2 separate regions of the Macaca mulatta genome follow, and region 1 is linked to region 2. The links are chromatin contacts, called in public Hi-C maps. All regions are on one chromosome and are shown on one strand. The core of a region is the stretch at or near the end of the contact, and the rest is flanking DNA. Distances in the headings are between cores, read along the strand shown.

Evidence for each region. Hi-C and Micro-C count contacts between places; a contact is called where the count stands out from the background.
Region 1: a contact with region 2 is called in a Hi-C map of cortical neurons, with 4 times the contacts expected there. The contact joins the promoter of CBLN3 here to the promoter of NFATC4 in region 2. A contact is called at or near these places in 7 of 14 Hi-C or Micro-C datasets (CD4 T cells, cortical neurons, fetal cortex germinal zone and 4 more).

What each region holds. Positions count from the first base shown.
Region 1 is chr7:97,550,638-97,557,835 of T2T-MMU8v2.0, forward strand. It overlaps CBLN3 (cerebellin 3 precursor), which reads right to left and starts at 1,364. Exons shown (of 3, transcript NM_001194630.1): 1 at 591-1,364; 2 at 125-244. The coding sequence starts at 890. KHNYN (KH and NYN domain containing) reads left to right here and starts at 1,122. Exons shown (of 8, transcript XM_028851462.2): 1 at 1,122-1,243; 2 at 2,524-2,741; 3 at 3,258-4,405; 4 at 4,517-4,647; 5 at 4,731-4,827. The coding sequence starts at 1,138.
Region 2 is chr7:97,487,468-97,494,398 of T2T-MMU8v2.0, forward strand. It overlaps NFATC4 (nuclear factor of activated T cells 4), which reads left to right and starts at 1,870. Exons shown (of 12, transcript XM_028851459.2): 1 at 1,870-1,936; 2 at 1,939-2,025; 3 at 3,116-3,244; 4 at 4,310-5,405. The coding sequence starts at 1,870.

The DNA of each region.
Region 1 (7,198 bases), core at 114-2,613, 63 kb after region 2:
CCTCCCCTGGTCCTGGCTTCCAGGACACAGGTCAGTGGAGGGTCCACCTGGAGGTCAGCTGGGCTCCACTTCTTCCCCCTCCCTCCCCTCCTGAGCCAGGGATGGGGACCAGTGCTGAGGTCACCTGGACAGTTTGGCGGTTGTACACTTTCACCACATGGAACCGGAAGCTGTAGACACCCCGGACAGGGGCTACGAAGGAGCCGGAGGCCCGGTCAAAGCCACCGCCCTCATTCACCAGGACCTGGGGGAAGCAGAGCCTGCTGAGTGGGGCTCAGGAAATGCCCATGGCTCAGGGGTACCATGGGGACTGGGCAGGGGCAGTGAGTAATGAATAGAAGGAGTGGCAAGTAGGAGTTAATAGGCATGAACAGATTCAAAAGAAATGGTGAGAAGGGGCAAGGAGGGGCTGCGTATGGGTGGAGGGAGGGGAAATCATTGGTCGGGTGGAGCAGCAACAGGCCAGATTAGGGAAAGATGTAGGAAGCTGTTTTCTTAAAGCCTCAGGGACAGCAAAGTGGGCTTGGACAGTTGCTTCCAGGTCCTTGCAGGGTCCTTCCAGGTCCCATGGACAGGGGTAGGGGGATTACCTGGTCGAAGTAGATGGCCCCACTGGTGCCATTGCCGGTTTCCCCTGCTGGCTCATGGTGGTGGCTTCGGACTGCAGCAAATGCCACTCGCCCAGGGGGCGCCTCTCCCAGGGCTGCTCCTCCGGGCCCCCCTGCGGCAGCTCGCCCAGGCTCACAGACCACAAGGCACTCCCCCTCCAGCAGGACGGGCTCTGACCCCTCCTGGGCCCACCCGGCCCCCAGGGCCAGAAGCACCAGAGCCAAGGGAAGCCCGGGACTGTGTAGGGGACCTGGTAGCCAGTGTGGCTTGGCTCCCAACATGGCTGAGGGGCTCTGCAACCCACAAGTGCCCCTGTCTTCTGCTCCTCTTCTGTTTCCGCTCCTCTCCCTGGACTCTCACCGCCAGCACCCTGATCGTCTGCCCTCTCTAGGCTCGCTACACCCCCTCTCCATACCTGTGTCCCGGCTCCGTCCTGCCTCCCACTCTTACTCCTGCTGTCACTGCAGTTCCCTCCTCCTTGGCAGAGCATGCAGTGACAGCAGTTGGGCTTTGGGAGAGAGAGGAGGGATGAAGCCGCCCGCCCGCTGGACGGGAGGGCTGCAGCCAGAGCTTCAGGGCAGCCCTGCTGGACGGGACTGCACTGAAGGCTGGACCTGGGGGGATGGAGAACACGGTATGTGTGTGTGTGAGGGGTGTGAGAGAATGTGTGAGTGTGTGCGTATGCCAGAGGCAGCCCCCTTAACCCCCTCCTCCTATTCCTCCTCTCTTCAAAATCCCCCACAAATCAACAGCCCTTCTTCGTGGCATCTTTCCATTTGTTGGAAGAAAGGGGTACTCCACCCGGGGTACCCCCTCCCTCGCCTCCGCCACGATTGCTTTGGTGGAAAGTGCTTGGGCCTAGAGCACCAGTGGAGCCAGTCACGCTGCCTCTTTGGTTGGCCACATCTTTATTCGCGGGAAACAACTTTCAACGCATGGTTTCACTTTCCGAGAAATAACTGCGCAGAATGCGCGAGGACCCCGAGGGCGGGGAGACAGAGTGGAGAAGCGCGAGGAGCGAGCCCTGGAGCCGCCGAGGGGACTAGGCCGAGCGGGCCCGTCGGGGCAGCTGGGCGCGGCGGCGGGGTTGGGAGGAGGGCGCGCAGCCGGGAGGAGCTGGGCTGACTCCGCCCCAGGCCAGGAAGTGACTCAAGAAACAGTTTGCGTGCGATGTGGACAAGAGAGGTCCCCGTTGGGTGAGGAACCCGGGAAGGACCGCCCAGATTCGGGCCCCCTGCCCTTGTCCCCTGGGCTAGGGGCGCGGGCAAGGCGGGGGCCCGGCGGGCGCTGAGAGGACCCGAGGCCGGCGCGGGCGGCGGAGGCGGTAGGCGCGCCCCTCCCCCGCGCCCGGGAGAGGGGAGAGGGGCCATGGTGCGGAGTAGGCCTGGCCCGGGGTGGCTGTCCCAGTCCGCGGTGGGCGGGCCCGGCCCGGCCCGGCCCCTGGGCCCTGGGCGGTGCTCGTGGCGTGACGGAGAGGGGCAGCGGACGGCTGGGGGAGGGGTGGGAGTGGCTTGAACCTTGGAAATGGCAGACCAGGGCCCCCAGAGGACAGCCTAGTTCAAACCCCTGCTGAGGATTCGTCTTTAAGAAGCTGCAGAGTCCCCCAGGAGACTCCTTCTGGCCTCCAGGCCGAGAGCTGAAGCCCCCCACCCTTCTTGCTCAGGACTGTGGTCTTGGTTTTCCAAAGCCCAGACGCCCACCCTCGGTAGACAGCCTTGTTTACCGGGACTTCCTCTCCGGAAAGGCCTGCATGACATACTCCCTACCTCCAGTGGACTCAGATGCTTGTCACCTACTGGGGCTGTTTACCAGAGCCTTAACTAGGTGCGACCTGTTGATAGCTGGTGTAGTCCCACAAACCAGGATTTGGATTGAGGGTGCAGTGAGGCTCTGAGCTGCCTTCTTCCCTTCCAGGGCTGGGGGCAGCAGCCATGCCTACCTGGGAGGCCCGCCCCGCGTCCCCAGACCGCTTTGCGGTGTCTGCGGAGGCTGAGAACAAGGTTCGGGAACAGCAGCCTCATGTGGAGCGCATCTTCAGCGTGGGGGTGAGTGTCCTTCCGAAGGACTGTCCGGACAACCCCCACATCTGGCTGCAGCTGGAGGGCCCTAAGGAAAACGCCAGCAGAGCCAAGGTGAACTCCTTCTCTCCCCCATCCCTCCAGGCACCAAGGACGCTTTCCCCCGGGGCGGAGGAGAGCAGGGAAGAGGAGGGGCCTGGGGAGGATCTCGACTTCTTGGTTGTCTCACTGGCAACCTCAGTGCCCCTGAGTTTTGAGGGACTTTCCAACTCTGTATTTGTTTTCAGTTTCAGCTTAATTTCTTCTGTGATAGCCCAGGCTCGCAAAAATCATTCTGTGCTCTTTGGTAGAGTAGAGAGATCTGGCTGAACAAGTTGGCCCCACCAAGGAATGCACTGTGAGGTGGGAGGCTGGGCCACATTGCTTCCTTTGGGATTAGGCTGGGGTTCCAGGATGGCTCAGTTTTGTGATAGAAGTCTCAGTTTCCTTATTTCTAAGATGGGAATAACATCATGTGGATACTTCAGACATCCTGGAGCTCAGGAGCGAGCAAGGAGCCAGGAGAGGTGACCCAGGCCAGTTAGGATTCCAGCAGTTTACTTTTCCTGACCTTCCCTTCCTCCCAACCAGGAGTACCTGAAGGGCCTCTGCAGCCCAGAACTGCAGGATGAAATCCATTACCCGCCCAAACTGCACTGCATCTTTCTGGGAGCCCAGGGCTTCTTCCTTGACTGTCTGGCCTGGAGCACATCAGCCCATCTGGTGCCCAGGGCGCCCGGCACACTGATGATCAGTGGCCTGACTGAGGCTTTTGTCATGGCTCAGAGCCGGGTAGAAGAGCTGACAGAGCGGCTGAGCTGGGACTTCACGCCAGGACCATCTTCCGGAGCCTCTCAGTGTACTGGAGTGCTGAGAGACTTCTCTGCCCTGCTGCAGTCGCCGGGGGATGCCCATAGAGAGGCTCTGCTGCAGTTGCCCCTGGCTGTCCAGGAGGAGCTGCTGAGTCTGGTGCAGGAGGCGTCCAGTGGGCAGGGGCCAGGAGCGCTGGCTTCTTGGGAGGGGCGGAGCTCAGGCTTGCTCCGTGCTCAGTGCCAAGAAGAGAGAGCTCTCCCTAGTGACGGCAGGGAGTCCCTGGACACTGGATCTGTGGGACCCAGAGATTCCAGGGGAGCAAGGGGAGACAATTATGCTGTGGAAAAGGAGGGAGGGAAACAGGGTGGTCCCAGGGAGATGGATTTGGGGTGGAAGGAATTGCCTGGGGAAGAGGCCTGGGAGAGAGAAGTGGCCCTCAGGCCACAGTCAGTGGGTGGAGGGTTAAGGGAGTCAGCACCCCTGAAAGGGAAGGCCCTGGGGAAGGAGGAGGTAACTCAAGGAGGAGGAGGGGTCTGTGTCCACCGTGAGCCTCCCGGTGCCCATGGCTCCTGTCACAGGGCAGCTCAGTCCCGAGGAGCCTCCCTCCTCCAGCGGCTCCACAATGGGAATGCCTCTCCTCCAAGGGTGCCCAGCCCTCCGCCTGCACCAGAACCCCCATGGCACTGTGGAGACCGGGGTGACTGGGGAGACCGGGGAGATGGTGGGGACAGGGGAGACAAGCAGCAGGGCATGGCACGGGGTCGGGGGCCTCAATGGAAACGAGGTGCCCGAGGGGGCAACTTGGTGACTGGCACACAGCGTTTCAAGGAGGCCCTGCAGGATCCTTTCACACTGTGCCTTGCCAATGTGCCTGGCCAGCCAGACCTCCGCCATATTGTCATTGACGGCAGCAACGTGGCCATGGTGTGAGTACCTGGTGGGGCTGAGGGCCTAGGGGAGGGAGGATATGTCCTGAGGGGCTGGCATTGTAGCCAGGGTGCCAAGCCCCTCCTCTGGCCGACCCCCTCCCACTGCAGGCATGGCCTTCAGCACTACTTCTCCAGCCGGGGCATTGCCATTGCTGTGCAGTACTTCTGGGACCGTGGCCACCGTGACATAACTGTCTTTGTGCCTCAGTGGCGCTTCAGTAAGGATTCCAAAGTCAGAGGTGAGTTGGGCCTGGTCTTCAGTGTCCCAGGGTAGGCTCTGTTTCCACCTTGAGGAGAACCCTATTATGTTCTTTTTTAATAGAGAGTCACTTCCTGCAAAAGCTGTATTCCCTCAGCCTGCTCTCCCTCACACCCTCACGAGTCATGGATGGCAAGAGGATCTCCTCCTATGATGACAGGTACTTGCTCCTCTCCTGGCCCCAGGCTTGATATTCAAGGAGCCGTGTGGAAGATTGAGGGAGAGAGAAAAGCTCCTGGTGGTTTACACTGTTTCCAAGCCTTGGTGGTGGGTAAGGGCCAGTTACTCCTCTGTGTGCCTTATGATCGGGTAGGTAAACCTGCCTTGCAGGTGTGATGAGACGAACTGTAGACAACCATGTTTGCCTATTCATCATTCATCAAACAAAATGATACCTCATATTTGTATAGTGCCTTACTGTCTAGAAAATACTGGTTTAGTGGAAAGGTGGGAAAGCTGGTTACATAAATAGCTGACACGATGTCTTCTTATAACCTGAATTTCCAAACATGCAGAGAAACTTCCCTAACATTCTGGAAAAACCAGAGTAAAGATCAAAATAACAAGTAAAATGAAGAAACAACCCACGAATAATAGGACTGTACAAAACATGGTATAATAGAAAGATCACTGGATTTAGAATTGGAAGATCTGAATTTGAGCGTCATGTAGCACTACTCATTGACTTTGACTGTGCAGCTTTTCTTAGTGAATTAACCTCTTTGTCTCAGGGTCCTCCTCCATTCATTTACCCTCCTTGTGAATATACGAAAAAGATGAGGTATGTGCTTGCCTTGCTCAAGGTGCTGGGCAAGAGTACAGTGACATTCCTTTGTAACTTTGCACAGACCTACTCCAGTGTAGCAGTGGGTATATCTCCAATCTACAGTTGTGGAGACAGAGCGTCAGAATGGTTACCTGTCTTAGCAAAGGGAAATTAGACCTCAAAGCTGCCAGATGGTTTTAATGAAAATACAAGGCACACTTCTACCATAGTCTGCATAGGTGGTGTGAGAAATGAGCAGATTTTAGAGAGCCAAGTTAAAAAATTTACAAGTTCTTTATTCTCTAGGGCATTATTCAGTTTTTAAAAATTAGTTTCCAAACCATAGTGATATATACTTTGTCTTTTCAAACACTTACCTTCTATTCCTTAACAAGTAAATGGTATTCTACCCAAAAGCAGTTTACTTTCTCCCAATGTTATTCTATTTATGTCTAGATTTCACAGATTACCCAAGATATGGAACCTTCTTTCCACACCTGCATTGAAACAGAATTGAAACTGAAGATTGAGTTCGTTTTAATGAATGTTAAAGGCATGTGTCTGCCCAGTTGTGTGGGACCTGGTTGGCAGATAACATAATATAAATTGGGAATTTGCCCAATAACAGTGAATAAACACAGTGGTGCACAGCATAGGCATACTGAATGAATGTTGCTGAACAACATACTGTGTAATGCGATCATAGTAAAATATGCTTAACTGGAAAATACCGTTTGCATACCATAAGTGTACCATATACTTTTTGTTTTTGTTTTTTTGAGACAGAGCCTTACTCTGTCCGCATACTGGAGTGCAGTGGCATGATCTCGGCTCACTGCAACCTCCGCCTCCTGGGTTCAAGTGATTCCCCTACCTCAGCCTCCCGAGTAGCTGGGACTTCAGGTGCATGCCACTATGCCTGGCTAATTTTTAGCATTTTAGTAGAGACGGGGTTTCACCATGTTGGCCAGGGTGGTCTTGATTTCCTGACCTCATGATCCGCCCACGTCAGCCTCCCAAAGTGCTGGGATTACAGGCGTGAGCCACCAAGTCCGGCCAAGTGTACCATAGACATTTGTATGTCATTCTCTGAATTTGTTTCCCAGACAGAAGCTCAGAGCCTGATATCTGTCACATCTAATCCTGACTCCCAGTTCCCCCTATACCACACTATCTTTCAAATACTGACTGCTCACTTAGTACTAGGTGCATGGCCTGCAGGAGGAGGTGGAAACACTGGGAACAAGATCTGATTCTTGACTAGAGAGCTGAAAGAAACCATAAACCAAACACTACAGGAATGCGCCCTTCTGGCTGGGGTTTTGTGGGAAAGGAGAGATTTGTGAGTTTTTGTGTTGAGAAGACTGGGATGGTTGGGATCTCTTGGTTTCTAAATCTGTTAAAAAGACCACCACCCACCACCTCATGAGTCCTATCCTGTCTTGTGGAATCAGAATTACTGAAGTGGAGCCCAGGCATTTTTTTAAAAAGTTCCCTTGGTGATTGTTTTCCTTAGCAAGTCTTGGGAAGTGCCTTCCAGATAGAGGAAATAGTTGGAGAAATATGGAAGTCAGCATAAGACATATGTGGAGAGCAGAGTGTAATCTGATTATTGATTTTAGCTGGAGTTGGGAGTGGATTAGGGAATATTGGGAGAGAGAAGGCTGTAAGGGTGATTTGAGCTGGCCTGTAGAAGGCCTTAGCTGCCAGGCCTGGGTGTGTAGACTTTATTTGGTAAATAAAGGGCAAGTGTGGAAGAGTTTTG
Region 2 (6,931 bases), core at 620-3,119:
CTTTCTGTTCCTTGTGATTGATTTTCACTATAAACTACCTACATCCTGTTCTTGTCTCAGGCTCTACTTACTGGAGGAGCCAAGCCTAAGACAGATTCCTGTGTAAAATGTGATGGAATGAATTAGTAAACTTGACAAGGACCTGGCAAGCCTGGGTTCCAAATCAACTCTGTTACCTGATTTGTAAAAGTCACTTTATCTACTGAAGAGGTGGGCATTTTCATCATTATTTTCAGGTGGTACTATGGGAAAGGATCTTCAAACCGTTTGATAACTGGAAAAAAAAAGCAAGAAAAATGTTTGTCACGCGCATAAAAAGAGCATGTGTGTGTGTGTGTGTACATGTTAATAAAGGCATAGAAAATGGTGGACCATCACGGTTTACTACATATTTTTGTATAGCTTGGATTGTTTACAAGAAGAATGCATATTAGTTAGCTTTATTTAGACCTCTGGGGAAAAAGAGAAGACTGCATCTTGTGTAATTAAAAAAAGAAATAAATAACGTCCACCTCCAAGGCAGTTGAATGATGCTTGTTAAAGTGCAGAGCAGAAGCCACCAACCAAGGTAAGAAAGCCGAGCTGTGCTCCCGTATGTGCGCTAGGAGGCAGCGGAGCTAAGACCGAGGCCAGGCGGCGCAAGAAACCGCGAACCGAGGAAGGGCGGCTGGGTCTTTGTGGTCGCCAGGGGGCAGAAGTGCAGGGCAACCTAACTGCAACTACCCGCTGTTGCCCAGGCTCCAACTCCAGGCCGAACATTTCAGAAGTCATAAGTTCCATCTCTCTGCCGCAGCCGAGACAGATTGGAGGGTTTTCAGAGTCAAGGGGATGCTCCCCGCCCCCCGCCTCAGAGAAGCTTGGCACTCTGAGCAATCTCAACCACTCTCCCCTCTACGCCTTCCTTCCCTACCCCCAACACCCATGGAGGGGAAATTGAGTCACTGGGAGGAGAGGCCAGAGTCATCAGGGGAACCAGGGCCGACGCCAGCCCTCAGGGCCTTCCAGATGCTAGGAGGAGGAGGGTTCTCCAGGAAAACAAAGGGGGGTGAGAGGGGAAGGCGGTTGACTGGGCAGGAGCTGAGCCAGACACATGGAGAAACGCTGCCCAGGATCAAAGGAAATATGACATTTGAAAAGAATGTGCGCGTCTGCATGTGCTGTGCGGGCAGTGAGGGGGCCCGGGGAGGGGCAGAGTCTGGGGGAACAGGGGCTGGGTCTCGGGCTCTCTATCCCTGCCTTTCTCGCCTCAGCTTCCCACCTCCCTTGTCCTCTTAGGTACAGGCTGGTTGATGGGTCGAGGTGTTCCTTGTCCTCCCTCCCCGTGTGTTTCTCCTTCCTTTATTTCCGAGATGAAGCTGGAAGGGAAGTGTAACCTGAGGAGACCAACCAAAGGAAAAAAAAAAAAAAAAAGAAGAAAATCAAACCAGGCCGCCTCCCGCTCGGCCTCGGAACATTCTTCTCTCCCCGCCGGCCTGGCCTCTTCTCCCCGCCCCTCCTGTGTTGCGGCCCTGGGCTCGGAGCCGGGGCAGCTCCGCACGTCACTGGGGTCCCCGGGGGTTGGGGGGGTCCCCTGGGCGGGCCCGAGGGAGGACCGAGGGGAGGAAGGGAAGCCGCCTCGGCTGCAGCAGAGCTCCGGCCCGTCGGGCGAGCCCTCCCTTCTTTCCCCAGTCCCGTAGAGCCTGTTTCTCATTAGAGTAACGGGCGCGGTCCCCGCCCGGCTTCTGAGTGTTTGTAAACGTCTGACCCGGGGCCGTAGCTTAACCGTTTTGTTGCTGGGATGGGGCGGGGTTGGGGGTGCGGCCCTGAACCGGAGGGATTTAGAGACTGGAGACGCTGCGGCCTCTCAGGTTTGAAACTGTGTGGGAGAAAATGATAACCACCCTCCCATCCCTCCTACCCACCAGCCTTGCCAGTATCTCCCACCGAGTCACGAATCTCCTAACTCCCTCTCACACAACCCAGGCCTCTCCAAGCCTGACTTTCCCGGAAACTCCAGTCCGGGTCTTCCTTCCTCCTCCAGCCCAGGTGACAGGTGTCCAGCCCCGGGCGGGGGCAGCGGGGGAGGGGGAGCCCACAGGGTCCCGAGGTTTCAGGCCCCTAGTAAACCTGGCAAGGATTTTTAGAAGAGCCGGAGTGGGATGCTATCGGGTCACAGATTCATTCCAAACTACAGTTCTAGGGAGGAGGGAACCAACTTCCCGTGGAGGCCAATTCATGGCCCCTCTGGGTGGCTGGGACAAGGGCAGTGGCAAAGCCTGGCCTGGATCTACGCCCATCAAGGGCTGTGGGCCTAGGGACAGTTCTCAAAGACTCTTTGGCTGGGACTGCTCCCAGAGGCATCCAGGCTGGCTAAGGGTTCTTCATCTTTGGGGGTCGTTGAGGAATGGCTAATGGAGGCACTGATTCGGCAGGGCAAAAGACTTCCAGAAGGCCCGGGCAAAGTAGCCCCAGGCAAGGGACCTGGAAGAATAGCCTTTTCCTCTTCCGAGCAGCTCGGTGCCACTCTGCCCCAGGACCCTCCTGGCGCCAGGCTTGGAGGGAAAGGGGAGGATAAGTGGTTCCGCCTTGCTAGGTGCTATCTACACAGTCTTCAGAACTTAAAAAAGGGTCTTCCGTGGGCTCTCTACCCTGGGGGCCCAGGATGTGGCCCCTTTAAAGCTCTCGGACCCAGAACCTTGAACTGAGACTATGGGAGGTGGGGGCTGGGCTCCCTGAGGGAAATGATTGTCACAACGGCGGACCAATAGGCAACATTAGTATCACTCTTGAAGGACCGTTTTCCAATTCAGTTTTTTTTTTTTTTTTTTTTTTGAGGGGGAGGGACTGAAGAGAAGACAGAGGGAGGGAGGGTGGGGGAGGACGAGGGGCGCGTGGTTTTCCCATCTCATCCCTGGAGGAGGGGCTGGAGCATCCCCGGCAGCCAATCAGGGACAGGCTGGGGGGGGCCGCTTTGAAGAAGTTTGGGGGAAAAAAGTTTGGAAAAGTTTCTATAATAACGAGGGGGCTTCTGGAGGGAGGCGGCAGCGACGGAGGAGGGGGCTTCTCAGAGAAAGGGAGGGAGGGAGCCACCCGGGTGAAGATACAGCAGCCTCCTGAGCTCCCCCCTCCCACCCAGGCCGGGACCTGGGGGCTCCTGCCGGATCCATGGGGGCGGCCAGCTGCGAGGATGAGGAGCTGGAATTTAAGCTGGTGTTCGGGGAGGAAAAGGAGGCCCCCCCGCTGGGCGCGGGGGGATTGGGGGAAGGTTAGTCCGGGGCTGGGAAGGGGTCTTGGGGTCAGTGAGAGGAGGGCCGGGGATCCTGAGTCTGGGGAATTTAAGGCAGCGAGCCTAGGGTGGGGGGTGAGGGAGTCAGAGGTCGAAGGGAGTCGGGGGAGCTTGTTGGCCTGCGGAAGTGAGGCTGGGGGCCCGGGCACCACTTTCTCCTTTTTAGGTCGTGACTGGGGTGGGGGTGGGGGTGCTATTGGCTGTGCGCCGCCTCCCGGCTGGGCCGCCTGTCACTGAACTGGGGGGCGGGCGGGAACGGCGGCCCCAAGAGCACCAGGCGCCGCCAGGGAAAGGGGAGGTTCGGCGCTGGAGCTGGCGGCTGGCAGCCCGAGCCCTGGCCCGGCCGACTGGACGCCCGGGGCTGGGGGCGCTGTCAGGCCTCGCCGGGGCGCCCCTCCCCCTCCCCCGTCTGGCCGCAATGAGAGGCAGATGGCGGGGACCGAGCCGGGGGCGGCGGCTGCCGCTCGCACGAATCCGCGCTGCCCGCTGCCCCCCTTCCCCCGGCTGGGCCCGGCACGCATCACCCCCTCGGCTGCACCTCCGCCCCCGATGGCGGGGAGAGAAGGAGGAGCCACCTCCCCTCGTCACCACAGCCCTGACGCCCCCCTCCCCTCTGGCCACGGTTGCGATGGCAACTGGGGCTCCTGCCAGCGCCGTTTGGGGGTTTGGGAACCGCTGCTAATTGGGTTCATGTGTGAGTCGCCCCCAGTCCAGCCCAGTGCCTCAAGAAACACGCCTCCAGGCCCAGCCCCAGCTCCAGCCCCTCTGGACCCACCTCTCTCACCTTAAGACCCACCAGATCGGGTACCCTCGGTCCCAGGATCCAGGGGCCAGTGGGCAAAGTCCTGGCATGCCTGCTTCAATCTCCTCCATCTTCCCAGGTCCAACTCTGCTTTTGTCTTGTGGCTCAGAAGGTCTCCTTGCTGAGGGGCAGGGAGCATAGGAGGACTTGGGGCCTGGGGGCCTGGCCACTTAAGGAACCTAGCCATCTCACCTGCTTCTCTCTTTCCCCCTCTCCCTCTGCTCCTCTTCCCATTTTGACAGAACTGGACTCAGAGGATGCCCCGCCATGCTGCCGTCTGGCCTTGGGAGAGCCCCCTCCCTATGGCGCTGCACCTATCGGTATTCCCCGACCTCCACCCCCTCGACCTGGCATGCATTCGCCACCGCCGCGCCCAGCCCCCTCACCTGGTACCTGGGAGAGCCAGCCCGCCCGGTCGGTGAGGCTGGGAGGACCAGGAGGGGGTGCTGGGGGTGCTGGGGGTGGCCGTGTTCTCGAGTGTCCCAGCATCCGCATCACCTCCATCTCTCCCACGCCGGAGCCGCCGGCGGCGCTGGAGGACAACCCTGATACCTGGGGGGACGGCTCTCCTAGAGATTACCCCCCACCAGAAGGCTTTGGGGGCTACCGAGAGGCAGGGGGCCAGGGTGGGGGGGCCTTCTTCAGCCCAAGCCCTGGCAGCAGCAGCCTGTCCTCGTGGAGCTTCTTCTCCGATGCCTCTGACGAGGCAGCCCTGTATGCAGCCTGCGACGAGGTGGAGTCTGAGCTAAATGAGGCGGCCTCCCGCTTTGGCCTGGGCTCCCCGCTGCCCTCGCCCAGGGCCTCCCCTCGGCCATGGACCCCCGAAGATCCCTGGAGCCTGTATGGTCCAAGCCCCGGAGGCCGAGGGCCAGAGGATAACTGGCTACTCCTCAGTGCTCCTGGGCCCACCCCAGCCTCCCCCCGACCTGCCTCTCCATGTGGCAAGCGGCGCTATTCCAGCTCGGGAACCCCATCTTCAGCCTCTCCAGCTCTGTCCCGCCGTGGCAGCCTGGGGGAAGAGGGGTCTGAGCCACCTCCACCACCCCCATTGCCTCTGGCCCGGGATCCTGGCTCCCCTGGTCCCTTTGACTATGTGGGGGCCCCACCAGCTGAGAGCATCCCTCAGAAGACACGGCGGACTTCCAGCGAGCAGGCGGTGGCTCTGCCTCGGTCTGAGGAGCCTGCCCCATGCAATGGGAAGCTGCCCTTGGGAGCAGAGGAGTCTGTGGCTCCTCCAGGAGGTCCCCGGAAGGAGGTGGCTGGCATGGACTACCTGGCAGTGCCCTCCCCACTCGCTTGGTCCAAGGCCCGGATTGGGGGACACAGCCCTATCTTCAGGTGAGGGTTGCGCCTGGCACCACCGCTCTCTCCAGCCATTCCACTAGGGGAGCAGGAGGGTCAAGGGAGGGATTTTAAGACATTAGTTTCATGCCCCCTGAATTTCAAAAGAGAATCTGCAACCAGCTTAGCAGCTGCCAACTACCTGGTTTTAAAGAGAATTAGAAAAAAAGTGCACCTCTTGATGATTTACAAAAGGGCAACAGTTCCTTGTGGGCCAATTAGAAAAAGCCCCTCTACCCTCCCACCCCCAGCTATTGTAGGAGGATCAACTAGGTTAAGGAGGTGTTCCTGTAGCCTATAGAGTGCTCCCAAGACCCAGCTCTGCACTGGCATGTGGCTGAGTGTGGAACTTGGCCTGGATTTCAGCCTTCCACTCTGGCCCTTTCAATAGGTGCCAGACCTAAGCAGATTTCCACTCTGTTGCAGGAAATTCCCTTTCTCCATTCCTCAATTTCTAGAGCCTGACCTAGCGGCTTAAAAGTATAGCTGCTAACTTGAATAAAATAGCAGATATTTGCAAGTCAAATAATTCATATTAAAACTTGCAGTTCTATTCCTTCCACTCTCAGAGAATCTTGCCCATTTCAATAATCCTAAATCTTGAGCTGGTTCTGTCCAGAAACGTTTCTAGGGGAAAGAAACGTTAACACTGGGACCCCTGGGTTTCCCATAGGGCAAAGTTTCTCAACCTCAGCTCTATTAATTCAGCACTACTATTTTGAGCAGGATAATTCTTTGTTGTGTGGGGGTGTACTGGACATTATAGGATGGTTTAGCAGCACCCCTGGCCTCTACCCATTAGATACTAGTAGCACCCACTCCCCTAGTTGGGAAAACCAAAAATGTCTTCAGACATTGCCAAATATCTGGGCAATTACTTGGGGGGCAATTACCAGTTGAGATCCACTGTCCTAGGGTATCGGGGAGCACAATACAGGATAAGTTGTCCCATCTGAAACCCTTAGCTCCCTGGAACTCCACCTATCAAGCCCCAACTAGTGGAAAGAGAGCTGGCTTGGGAGCAGAATGTACTCAGTCCTAGGTCTGTCAGTAGCTGCTGGTTTCGGTTTCTTTTCTTTTTTTTTTTTTTTTTTCTTTGAGACAGTGTCTTGCTCTGTCACCAAGACTGGAGTGCAGTGGTGTGATCTCAGCCTCGACCTCCTGGGCTCAAGTGATCCTCCTGCCTCAGCAGGAGTAGCTGGGACTACAGGAGCACCAACACGCCCGGCTACTTTTTGCATTTTTTGTAGAGACGGGGTTTCACTATGTTGCCCAGGCTGGTCTCAAACTCCTGGGCTCAAACCATCTTCACAGTGCCCCCACCCCTGCCTTGACTTCCCAAAGTGCTGGGATTATAGGTGTGAGCCAATGTGCCTCAATTTTTTAATTTGTAAAACAAAGGGTTCCTATCTGAGTCCTTTTCTGGTCTGAAGCAGCAATTCTTTGTTCTTTCCATCCAGGTCTAGGGATTGAGATGGGCTTGAGAATTCTCGGTATCCAAGTGAAGCCTTCCCACCCCAACC